Linked DNA regions of Ovis aries: region 1 is linked to region 2. A link is a contact called in public Hi-C data. All regions are on one chromosome and are shown on one strand. The core of a region is the stretch at or near the end of the contact, and the rest is flanking DNA. Distances in the headings are between cores, read along the strand shown. Region 1 holds the start of ANKRD37 (ankyrin repeat domain 37). Region 2 holds the start of CFAP97 (cilia and flagella associated protein 97).

Evidence for each region. Hi-C and Micro-C count contacts between places; a contact is called where the count stands out from the background.
Region 1: a Hi-C map of hypothalamus shows a contact between it and region 2, with 2.7 times the contacts expected there. The contact joins the promoter of ANKRD37 here to the promoter of CFAP97 in region 2. A contact is called at or near these places in 2 of 16 Hi-C or Micro-C datasets (blood and hypothalamus).

What each region holds. Positions count from the first base shown.
Region 1 is chr26:14,839,518-14,845,558 of ARS-UI_Ramb_v3.0, reverse strand. It overlaps ANKRD37 (ankyrin repeat domain 37), which reads right to left and starts at 4,000. Exons shown (of 5, transcript XM_042241508.1): 1 at 3,894-4,000; 2 at 3,522-3,674; 3 at 2,622-2,794; 4 at 1,893-2,096. The coding sequence starts at 3,920. UFSP2 (UFM1 specific peptidase 2) reads left to right here. Exons shown (of 12, transcript XM_004021700.4): 12 at 1,161-1,327. The coding sequence ends at 1,247.
Region 2 is chr26:14,709,700-14,716,071 of ARS-UI_Ramb_v3.0, reverse strand. CFAP97 (cilia and flagella associated protein 97) reads left to right here and starts at 4,667. Exons shown (of 5, transcript XM_012105740.4): 1 at 4,667-4,743. SNX25 (sorting nexin 25) reads right to left here and starts at 4,672. Exons shown (of 19, transcript XM_060407059.1): 1 at 4,017-4,672.

The DNA of each region.
Region 1 (6,041 bases), core at 2,751-5,250, 130 kb before region 2:
AATCAGAAGAATAATAAAGACCTAAAAAGCATCTCTACTCAACCCTCTCCCCTCCACATTGAAAAACTGGCTAATAGACCATCTTCCTCTGTAGGAACTATGACCTTTGACTTCAGGTCCCTGCCAGAATGCCCAGCAGCCTCCTAGTTAGGTGGGCTTCCCTGATAACTCAGGTGGTAAAGAATCTGCCTACCAATGCAGGAGACACAGGAGACTCGGGTTCCATCTCTGGGTTGGGAAGATCCCTGGAGGAGGAAATGGCAACCCACTCCAGTACTCTTGCCTGGAAAATCCCATGGACAGAGGAGCCAGGTAGGGTCCAAGGGGTCACGAGAGTAGGTCATGACTGAGCACGCACTCATACACTCCCAGCTAGGTAGGGTAAAGGAGCAAGGCCACTGCCTGTCACTCAACGCAATGACATTTTGACTCCTCACTGAACAAGTATGTGTAAGCAAGCGTTTCATTTCAGAATGATGTAAACTCAGACAAGTCATTAGCTGGGTCTTTAAGAAAATAAATCAATGGCCCTAGAAGAAATTTGATGAACTTAACTATATTCACAATGAAATGTTGTTTGAAAGTAATTTTCTCTGCTGGAAAAAAGGATTAATACTGACATGAAGCTAGGAAGTGGCAGTGATTATGGCCTGAGAAAAATGAAGAATGTAGAATGCAACTCCCAAGGGCAGGTTCAGATTCCTTTACTATCTGGTATCACTGCTGAGATGCCACTGCTGGGAAATCAGTGGTTGAGGAGGCGCACTTTCAATGAAAAGGCTCATAGGCTTTCTCACTGTCTCTACAGTCTTCCATGGGACAGATGGCAGTTAAATTATCACATGCCATCGACTACCAGAATTATAAAACCATACATCTTAAAAATCAATAAAATATGACATTGAGTAATAGTACCATAATGAAGGTTTTCCTTTTTAAAATGATTCCTATGATTAAATATCATAGAATTAAAAATTTTTTAATTCTATCTGAAATGAACCCAAATAAGCTACTTTTCTGTGCTTAATAGGAATTCAGATACTTGCTTTGTATAGGTATTTACAGTCTTACTGCAAGATTCAGTTGTCAAATGTTACAATTTCAATTATGTAGTCCTGTAACTTCTTAAAAGGTTTTCCTTTCCCTTCTTCCACATCTAGGGCTGGTGTGGATGGAAGGGCCCAGAGTTTTGGAACAAGGATGCTTACTATAACTTATGTCTCCCTCAGCGACCAAATACTATTTAAAATATCTTGGACTCAAAGACTGTAGTAAAGTTTTACTTTGTAACTTTGTTGATAAAGAATAAATTTAATTTCAAATTTGATGGTTTCTATGAGTTTTTTAATTTCAAGTTTGATGGTTTTTATGAGTTTTTCCAAAGGTTGTAAATATCACGAAGAAAACAGTTTATTCTTTAGACATTCTTTTAAGAAGTTAAGAGACAAAGCATGCACAACTGGAACATTATAGGCATGTAAATACATGTATTCTTGAACGTTATCTTCGCTTAGAAGAAAGGTTTCCTCCTTCTTAGAAGGAGTTTAGACACACTTGATGAGCCTGAAGCCACAGCTTTTAGCTGAGCGGTAAACCTGCATGAAGTGAAGACCTTCTCCACACCTCTTCATGACCAATACATCTGTTGTTGAAAAACATATTAACATTAAAACTTTTTTTTAAAAAAGGTTTCCTCCCCAGTCTTCCACCATGCAGGACAATTTTTGGTCTCTAAAGTCAAGTAGTAGTTACTACATCCAGTATTAAAATGTGTTAATGAGAATGAAAAGATATATAAAACATAAGACTGGCAATATTTAAATGAAACAATAAATTCTGTTTTAAATAAGAAATCCTTCAGTGAGGAAGAACGAAGAAACTGAATTACTTACCAACACTTCCTTTTCCCACTTATATTTTCCTCACTTCCCAAACTTCGTTTCTGTGTGAGCACTTGAACACAATGATCTTTATTGGGGTGTTCCCTTGATTTTATTGTCTGCATACATTTAATTGTTGTAAGAAACTTGGCACATTCTGGAAATCCACATGACCAAGCAAGATCTTCAGCTGTTTGCCCATTCTTATTACATAAACTAAGACCAAAAAAAAAAAAAAAAAAAGTGTTCAAGTAAAAGTTGACAGTTGTTTAGCCTTTTTAAAATATATTTATAACAAAGGTGCTTTGGGCTCATACAAATGTTGGTTGCAGAATAAAAGAGGTAAAGGAAGCACAGAGGAATTCCATGTTTGCTCACTATTTGTCCTTACTTGGCACAGAGGACAGCACAGAATGGGCACTTCATTTCTGCACAAATAAGTATTCTGTTTTCAATACAATGAGTGAGTACACAAAGGAAGTCAGTGAGAACATCTACAGAATGGATTTTTTAAAACTAAGATGTAATACTGCCATGACATATGAAAAGAACTGCACCTCTGATTGCTTAGGATCCATTTTTTAATTTACTTGAGTAGTATCAGGTAATCATTAACAGCCCAAGTTAACATTTAAATGGTTCCACTACATTATCAGTTAGGCAAGCATCATGTAATTGAGCTGCAGGAGTCTGATTAACCCAAGAAAATATAACACTTGAAGTCACTGATTCCATACTCACTCAACTTGGGCATCACTGGCTACAAGCAGGCTGAGGCATTCCATGCTTCCAACTCTTGCTGCCTTGTGTAGTGGAGCTTCTCCAAAAACATCCTTACAGACAAGACAGCATATTTTAGTCTCCCCAAAACACTCTTGTGGAAGTTGATGAGTGAGGTTTATTGCTTGAGGAAGCTATTTGAGGAAGTAGGGTTAGAACTGCATTGTACTGGACTGAATCTTTTAATTCTTCTTTAAAATAAAGTTCACTTGGTGCCCTATTAAATACAGAATTGTCACTAATAAAAGCATGTGCAGTCATAGCTACATACATTAAATTTTAAGTGATTAAAAGCAAAATAGAATCCTACAGAAGTAAAAATTACAATTTAAAATTTAACATTCAATGGAAGATGCAAACTACCCTAAGTTCTATAAGGAATTATATTGATTGTGAGCATGTCTTATAAGTTGTGCTACCTTGAGACTTAATTTTGTAATTGAGCAGTTCCTTTGGAAATGAATGGTAGACCCTGGAAATGTCCGATGTAGTAGCCAGCAGCCATCTATCCGGCTAATGAGCACCTAAAATGTGGCTAGTCCGAACTGAAATGTGCTGTCAATGTAAAATACACGGAGGGTGAGAAGGCATGTCCTATATATATATCAGTTATGTTTTATATTGATTACACATGAAATGATAATATTTTTGATTAATTGGGTCAGTTTACTAAATGTTTCGCTTCATTAATGTGGTTACTGGAAAACTGTAAAGTTACATAGTGTCTCACACTTCTGTGGGCATCGCTGTACTAATGTTTCTAACAACTGAAACGACAATATCTTGATGTCTAAGAAATGTTTGTGTGGATTTGGGGTGAAGGGGAGGGTTGCACACGGCAACAATCAGTTACCTAGTTACCTGCTGGTTGAGGTCAGCGCCCGTCTGCAGCTGCCAGAGAAGAAAGCAAGCAAGGCCACCACCTGCAGCCAAGTGGACAGGCGACTGCTCGCAGGAATCCGGGGGTGCGTTAACGGAGGCCCCGGTCTCCAGCAGATGCTTCAGACTATCCACCTGCGAGAAAAGAACAGCTCCAGCACCCCTTCTCGCTTTTGTCCAGGCTCCTGCCCTCCGGGGATTGAAATCCTCCGCTACTCCAAAAACCCTCCAACTCTGAAGAGGCTTGACTTGGCAGCGCCAAGTGGTCAGTACACCCTCACCCTATCTAGCCCTCTCTAGAAGACAGACATCTGGACGCTTAAGCCTGCCGGACAAAAGAAGCCTGAGTCTCACCTCTGGGTTGCAATCGAGCAGCAGCATCTCCCGCCTAAAGTAGAGGACAGGCGTCCTTGGGAGAGCTGAGCAGTGCGGCGCTCGCTGCAGACGGACAAGTTAAGAGTGGACAGGCAGCCCGAGAGCCGGAGAATTTAAAAGATCACCAGAGCCAGGGAGCCAGCCCCTCCCCGCCGTGCCCCAGCTGCGGCTCGGCCTGAGCAGCCCAACCCTAGGCTCTCAGCCTTTCTCCGCCCAGCAGTAGCCGCACGTACACAAACAGTAGCACGTGTAACCTGGAGCCCAGGGAGGTTGGCTGGGGCAGGGTTGAGGAGGAGGCAGCGAGGATGCGCCAGCTGATTGGCCAAGAGGAGGTGTCAGGCCCGCCCACCTTGGGGCGGAGCCCTAAGGCCGTTCCCTCCCAGGCCTCGTTACGCGTGCGCCATGAAGGACCGGAGTCAGAAATGCTGGGTTTCACCCGCCGCCATGAGGCGCTCAGAGTTCGGCACGTCTCACGCTGCTTGTGCCTAGCTCATTAGTCCCTCTGGGGAAGCGGAAGTCGCGGGTGGAGGTTTTGGTTTCTGCTAGCTCGCACGTAACCAGGAAATGAGGGAGCTACCAGGATCTTGATCTTGGGCGGCAACGCAACCTTTAGAAGCTGCTACTGCGCTTGGTGCTGGACCCCCGCGGCCCCAGCCTCTAGCTCCTGAGGAAAGAAAGCTCTTTCTGAGTCATCGTGTTCAAAGCCGCCCCAGACTTGCCTCTGTCCCTCAGGCCCTGGACATTTAGGAAAGCTAGAGCGGGTGGTGGTGGAGGGGCGGTTAACGTGAGCCAAGGGGCTAGGTTTTCCCACAGGACTGCTTCACCCACACCCCAAAATGACACCATGCCCTTTCCGGGAGTGACGTAAAGTGAGCCTGCCATTGTAATGTGGCCCCTCATAGACAGGTCAGGTACAGTACTGGACTTGTGGCCTGGGGAAATGGTGGTGCCAGCTCTTAGCCCTGAGCTCCCTGAGCCTGGAGCCCCGCACTCAGGCCATGGATGTTTATGACCACTGGGGCTCTTCCCCGTGGGCAGGGCTGACCGTACCTGAGAAAATTGTAGAAACAAGACATCCTGACTTCAAAGCCATAGCCATTGACTGTGTATTTTTATGTCTGGACAGTTCCCAAGCACTTTTTTTTTCTTCCCCAGGTTAAGCTAGCTAAAAGCTAAAGTTCCAACCATGTATTTATTTTCCCTGTTATCTTAATCTGTTCCCCTCTATGTGCTGGTACCTTTTGAGGGCAAGACTGAGTTTATTCTGTTTTTGGAGAACAAGCTCAGTGTCCTCTGAAGATAGATGGGTGGCCTTTTTGTTCTAATTTTGGTTACAGATTCTTGTTTATTTTGTAATAGCCATAAACTAATTTTGCAGTAATTTATATTACCAGATTTATGCAGTTGATCCAAGGTGTCGACTTAGAGAAAAATGTGCAGCATGAGAGGTGTGAGTTAAAGTTTATTCAGGGTTTTACTGAGGACTGTAGACCCAGAGACAGCCTTCAGATAGCGCTGAGGAACTACGCCAAAGAGGTGGGAGTGGGGAAGCTAGTTTATATGTGATTTTTTTGATGTTAGGGAGTACCTACAGTCAACATGTATCTTGGTAAAAGATCTCTGCTAATTACAAAGAACAAATATTCCAAGTTAATGATTATAGTACTTTTCTATGTATGGGAAGCAGAGTTCATTAAAATTCTTCAGGAAATGCATTTAACTAAGGGCCTGGTTGTCCAAAGCACACAGCATCCCCTTTTCATCTTTTACTTCCTCTGTCTGAAGCACTGAGTGCACCTCCTGTTATCACCTTAGTCTCTTCATCTGAAGTATTCAGTGCCTTGCTGCCTAAAAGACTTGGTGAGCAAAATTCTCTTTTCTTTTGTTTGCAAAGGGGTAGTTTTAAACATCTTTGTTTATATGTGTACTTAAGCATACACACACACACACACACACACACACTTATATTCAAACATGTATAGAATCATGCTTGTGTTCTTTTTTTAAATTTAAACTATTCACAGTACTTTTTGTGCTGTTTAAAGACTGTCAGAGATATATGAGAACACATGTCCATATTGCCAGTTTTCCTTTTCTCGTGTTTTTCATCTAGATAAGCACTATTTT
Region 2 (6,372 bases), core at 3,418-5,917:
ACAGAGTTAAGTAAGCATTAAAATATATTTTCAAATACTGTGACTATACTGTGCTTTTCTGTAAGGAATCTCTATAGTTTCAACTGAGAAAAAATACAACATTCATACAAAGTAAACTAGTGGATATTTTATTATTTTAACTATTAAAATTTGGCTGGGCCCGATCTTCATTGCTGCACGTGGGATCTCCAGCTATGGCATTTGGGATCCAGCTTGCAACCAGGTGATCAAACCTGGGTCCCCTGAATTGAGAACGCAGTCTTGGTCACTGGACCACCAGGGAACTCCCTGTTTATTCTTTTAAAACAAAGTATTATCCAAGAGGTTATCATTCAAACAAAAAAATACTAGTGTCCATAGACATACAAAGGGCACCCATGTATTCATGTTTTTGTAATAAATTTCCCTGGAATGGCATGGATTACAAGTGGGAGATGAAGTAGGAGGCCAAAAAAAAAAAAATCATCCCTAATATTAAGCTCTAATAAAACAGTACAGAAATGAATTATTTTATGTATCTACATAAAAACAAATATGTTCACATTTGTCATTTTTAAAAAGCTGATTGTTTTAAATATTAGTATTCATGGACCACTTTATTCTTATTCCTTGTAAGTCAAGGACAAGGAGGTAATGAGTGCCTTAGGCCAGATGTGACTTTGCCATGCCTAGGTGATGACAGGGGATGACTTCAAAAGTAGTTACTACCTTCCTGTCTTCCTTGTCTTCTCTTTTTTATTTTTAAATTAAGCAGTGTAACTGATCTTGAAGGAGCCCTTTTGCCCCTAAAATAGTTAATGTTCATCCCACTGGGGGTCCTCAAAGTGTACCCTACAATTCCAAATTATTTCAAATAAAGCATGGTAATCTGATATTACCGACAATAAGATACATTTGTGTGTGTGTGATCCTTTACATGCAAGGGACAGCATGCTGAGCGCTTTACATACTTTATATATATTTTAAATTTTACAAAATATGGGTTTACTGCAGTTGACAATAATAGTAACTAACTGAGCACTAACTGTGTCAGATACTGTTCTAAGCACCAGATATACTTCATTTAATCTTCACAATCACCCGTGAATGTAATCTCCACCTATCCATGAGGAAACTGAGGCACAGAAGGCAAAATAACTTGCTCAACTGTTACAGAGTTATCAGACTTTCGTTTTATCACCCACCTGCTCTGGCTCTAAGGCTTGTGCATTTAAGCACTAACTCATGGTACTTTCTAAAAACTCTGTCTCGTTTAGTCATCCCATATGACAGACGAGAAAAAAACAGGGTTTAAATCCATGAGCTTATTAGTCCCTGTATTCCATGCTTTTGTAAGTGTTTAGTTTTGTTGCTTTTTGAGTATGGCTGGTATCATAGCCAGCCACCCGACAAGTGCAAAATGATTTATAGTAATCCCCAAAGTTGGTAAAATCGTATAATCACTAAAGAGGAAACTGTCTAACATTTATTGAGAGCCCTGGTCTATAACTCATGATCTTTCCAGCACACTATATATATTGTTCCCAAGAATGAGATCTGGAGAAATGTACACTTGTGGTCAGGAAACTGCCTTAAAGCAAATGTCATATTGCTGCGAAGTCAGCACAGACAATTCAAACATTTATTTAAAAGTAGTAGTTTGGTTTCTACCCTGTGCAAGGTTTGAGGAACACTGGGAGGTGACAAGGGAGTGCCTGAGATCAAGAGGTATTGAGGGAGATGTCAGGTATTAAATTAGAATCCAGGAAGTCAGTTCCTTCCTGGAAGTCAGTGCTGAGTCCTCCCAGGTCTAACTTAAGACCAAATTAAGTAGAGATGCCTTATTTATTATATTCCTTATGGCCAGCACATTCTGACAGCTTTGTAATTAAACACTCCATGGGCTATCTTCATTATTCTTTTTGGTAAGCTGGGAATGGTGTCTGTCTGAATTCATTGGGATACTATAGGGATAAATTAAGTGAAAATTTGACATTTAAAGTACTAGAGTGTAAATAGGTATACAACACCCAATCTCTGTCGATAATATGTAATGAATCTTCCTCTTCACTATTTAGTATTGCGCTAGCTGCTCAGTCATGTCCAACTCTGCAAACCCATGAACTGTAGCCCACCAGGCTCCTCTGTCCATGGAATTCTCCAGGCAAGAATACTGGAGTGGGTTGCCATTTCCTTCTCCAGAGGATCTTTCCAACCCAGGGATTGAACCCCGCTCTCCTGCATTGTAGGCAGATGCTTTACTGTCTGAGGTACTAGGGAAGCCCATTTGTATACTTCTTAAAGCCCCTGGATCTCCTTAAAGGTAGCCGTAGGATTAGAGAGAAAAACACTGTATTTGCCTTTGCCCACCTTGGGTAAAATTTTGTATAGGCATTAATAGGAATCAAAATACCTAGATATCATTATCGTTTCTTCTGCTGATTTACCACAAGAACATAACAGGTCTGTTAACCTAACTCTCTCTCTTGTAAACTTTCAAGCAGAGTGTAGTTTACAGAAAATATGGTTGTAAGTGGGGCCAAACTTCAAAAGGAGAAGTGAAAAAATTATAAAACACTTTAAAAACAAATAGACTGCTAAAGCTTAAAGGAAACATACTATAGCATTTGGAAGAGGAAAAGTAATCTGCGAACAAAATTTTAGGACATTGATATACAAATTACGCTTAGTGGGCCTCTTCAAGTAAAAATATTCATTTTGGGAAACTTTCAGGCAGAAGTGTCTTGTATTAAACTTCAAAGAGAAAGAGAATTACAAAGCAAAGTAGTATACACTGAATTAGCTGGTATCAAGACAAAGAATTGACAAGGGTAGATCCTCAAAAGAGGATAATTTCAACTTATCCAAGTTTCGACCTGAAATTTAGGGAAACAGAGTATGTCAGTTATCTACTGTCATATAACAAACTACCACCAAATAACCATCACTGGATATGCTTATGATTTTGCAGGTCAGTCAATGGTCTGGGGTCAGTTGGCTCAGTTCTCCTCTTCTTGTCTGAGTCACTAACGATGCTGTGATCTCCTGGTGCACAAGCTAGGACTACTCTGGCTATGGAGCCTCCATTAACAGGGCTTGTCTCTGTTCCCTGAGTTCTCATCCTTCCAGAGATTGCTTGGGTCTCTTCACATGACCAAGCCAGAGATGTGATATACAAGTTCTTTTTAAGCTTTTGCTTGTGTTACATTTGTTAACATCCCATTGGCCAAAGCAAATCATATTGGCCCAGCCAGGAATTAAATGAGAGGGGGCCTACATACACGTGTGCTCAGCTTTGTCTGTCTTTGGAACCAATGAATTACATCTCTCCATGTTTAAATCCATGTGAAGGTCCCCTCCCAGGTGGTGCAGCAGTAAAGAATCTGCTTCCAATGCAGGAGACTCAGGTGCAGTCCCTGGGTGGGGAAGACTCCCTGGAGGAGGGCATTGCAACCCACTCCAGTATTCCTGTCTGGAGAATCCCACGGTCAGGGGAGGTTCACGGGCTACAGTCCACAGGGTTGCAAAGAATCCAGGAGGACTGAAGTGACTGGGCATGCACAATATGGCTTACCAGGTGTTCCTTTCTCTACACTTTCATGAAAAAAATATTGGGTACCTATTGTATTAATTTCCTGTTGCTGCTATAACAAATTACTACAAACTTAGTGGTTTAAAACATGACTTTATCTTACCGTTCTGCAGGTCAAAAGTAAAATTAAGGTGTGACCCGGGCTGCTTTTCTTCTGGAAGCTTCAAGGGGAGAATCCTTTTTCTTCCCTTTGTCAGTTTCCAGTGCATGACAAGTTGCCTCAGTGGTGTGGGACTCTTGGCAACCCTATGGACTGTAGCCCACCAGGCTCCTCTGTCCATGGGGAATCTCCAGCTTCTATCAGATATACAGCAGGGTATTAACTGTAGTCACCACGGTGTATATTACAAGCTCTTGCTTCCATGGCCATGTTTTGTTTTTATTACTGACTTCAAATCTCCTGTCTCCCCTCCTATAAAGACACTTGGGATTACATTGAGCTCACCTGGGATAACCTAGGTTGATGTTCTCATCTGAAGATCCTTAATCACAGCACAGGTTTGAGATTAGCAGGCCGGCATCTGTGGGGTGCCACTGCTCTGTCGCACCTACTATGTGCTTGCGAGTTGAAACAAAAAAGGGCTGCATTCAATACAGTGGACGGAGATCATTTTTCCCAGATTGTTTGAACTACCCATCTCATTTACCAGCAGTCAGAGGACTTTCTCACGTGTTTACCAGCCCCTGGCCCACAGGGCTGTTTAAACCGAACTTTGCTGATATAAGCATATTTATATCAGCTGCCTCCATATTTATTATTACTCTTGCTGTTTGGGTACATCACAAGACCATCAAAGCGGCTTTCCTCGTCAGCAGCGGAGGCGGCAGCAGTTAACACCTGGGCGCTGCAGGACACAGCCGAGGGTCCGGAGGTCACTTTCTTCCCGCGTCCCTTTCCATCCGAGAGGGCGCCCGCTGGCCAGGCCCCGCGCGCCCGGGAGCGGGGCGGGCCCGCCGCGCTCTGTGACGCCCGCCTCGAGGAGCCTCGGCACCGCCCGGTTCCCGCGGGCCCAGCGGCGCGGGCCCAGGCGACCTCCTTTCCAGTTCCGCTCTCTCCGCCTCCGGAAGCTCCGGCGGCCGCTGGGGTCGCCTGGAGGGGCTTCGGGAGCGCGCGCGCGCGGGCGCACGCCCGGGACGCCGGCGGCGCGAGGAGGTTGCGGCTACGGCGCCCGGTGAGCTGCGCGCGGGCGACCCTTCCTCCGCGCCCCGCGCCCCGCGTTCGGGATCCGTTTCCCCTCTCCGAGGCCCAGGCCGCGGCGAGCGCACAGGGTCGGTATGCGGAAGGCGGACGGACCAGGCCGCCCCTCGCTCTCCCTGCCCCAGCCCTCCAGGCCCCGCCGCCTCTGCGGCCCGGGCAGACTTGTCGGTAGGCGGGTGTAACCCACACTGAGGCGTCCGGAGCCGGCGCGATCGCAGGGCCAGCGCCCCTCGTCGGCAGCGCTGGGATGGCCGGGCCTAACCTCGGGGCGCGTTCGCGGGTGGTGTGGGGTCGGGGTCGGCCGTGAATTAAGATGTGATCGCCCCCCACCCCGTCCCGGGAGATCCTGGCTCAGGTCTCCCCCGCCCACCTCCGCAGAACTTGACCCTGAACTCAGAGGAGGGAGGGTGATGTCAGTTATCCGCTACGTCGTGGCTTCCGGAGTGGGTAGTGTAAGGAACCTCAGATCCTGAAAGACAGGTGTTTCCTTTGGGCTGAGATTTTCGGGTATCCAGTAGGTTACCTTCTTTGGACCAAATCATATGTCTTAACTACAGAAACGTCATGTCCCAGTACCTAAAATGACAGTTAAAAATGCCGGATTCCTCTGTGTTGTTTTCCTGATGTAAGGAGAAAGCGTTGGTATTTGTATTGCTGGTTCTGCAAGGGCTCTACGAACCATGAGTGTCTAAATGAAAAGCAAAGATTACTTTACCAACAAATGTCCGTTTAGTCAAGGCTATGGTTTTTCCAGTGGTCATGTATGGATGTGAGAGTTGGACTGTGAAGAAAGCTGAGCGCCAAAGAATTGATGCTTTTGAACTCTGGTATTGGAAAAGACTCTTGAGAGTCCCTTGGACTGCAAGGAGATCCAACCAGTCCATTCTAAAGGAGATCAGCCCTGGGTGTTCTTTGGAAGGAATGATGCTAAAGCTGAAACTCCAGTACTTTGGCCACCTCATGCGAAGAGTTGACTCGTTGGAAAAGACTCTGATGCTGAGAGGGATTGGGGGCAGGAGGAAAAGGGGACGACAGAGGATGAGGTGGCTGGATGGCATCAGCGACTCGATGGACGTGAGTTTGAGTGAACTCTGGGAGTTGGTGATGGACAGGGAGGCCTGGCATGCTGCGATTCATGGGGTGGCTAAAAGTCAGACACGACTGAGCGGCTGAACTGAACTGAACTGAACTAACTCCTGGGCAGCTTTGGCAAGTACTTGTTCTTATTGAGTATCAGCAGGGTTATTGCAGTCTAATGAACTGTCATTTGATTTTTACGCTTTCCCAATATGTTGTAAAGAGAAACTTTACTATCTTATTAAGTCCATGTTTTTATTACTCTTTAATGTAAATTGAATCTCACTAACTGAAGTGATGGTTATCAAAAGGACTGCTTAGTGGTTGGGACAGTTAGATATTTTTTCTGTTCATTTAAGTCACCTGAATGCTTCAGTTCAGTTGCTCAGTCATATGCCAACTCTTTGCAGCCCCATGGCCTGCAGCACATCAAGCCTCCCTGTCCATCACCAACTCCCCGAGCTTACTCAAACTCATGTCCATCGAGTTGCTGATGCCATCCAACCATCTCATCCTCTGTCGTCCC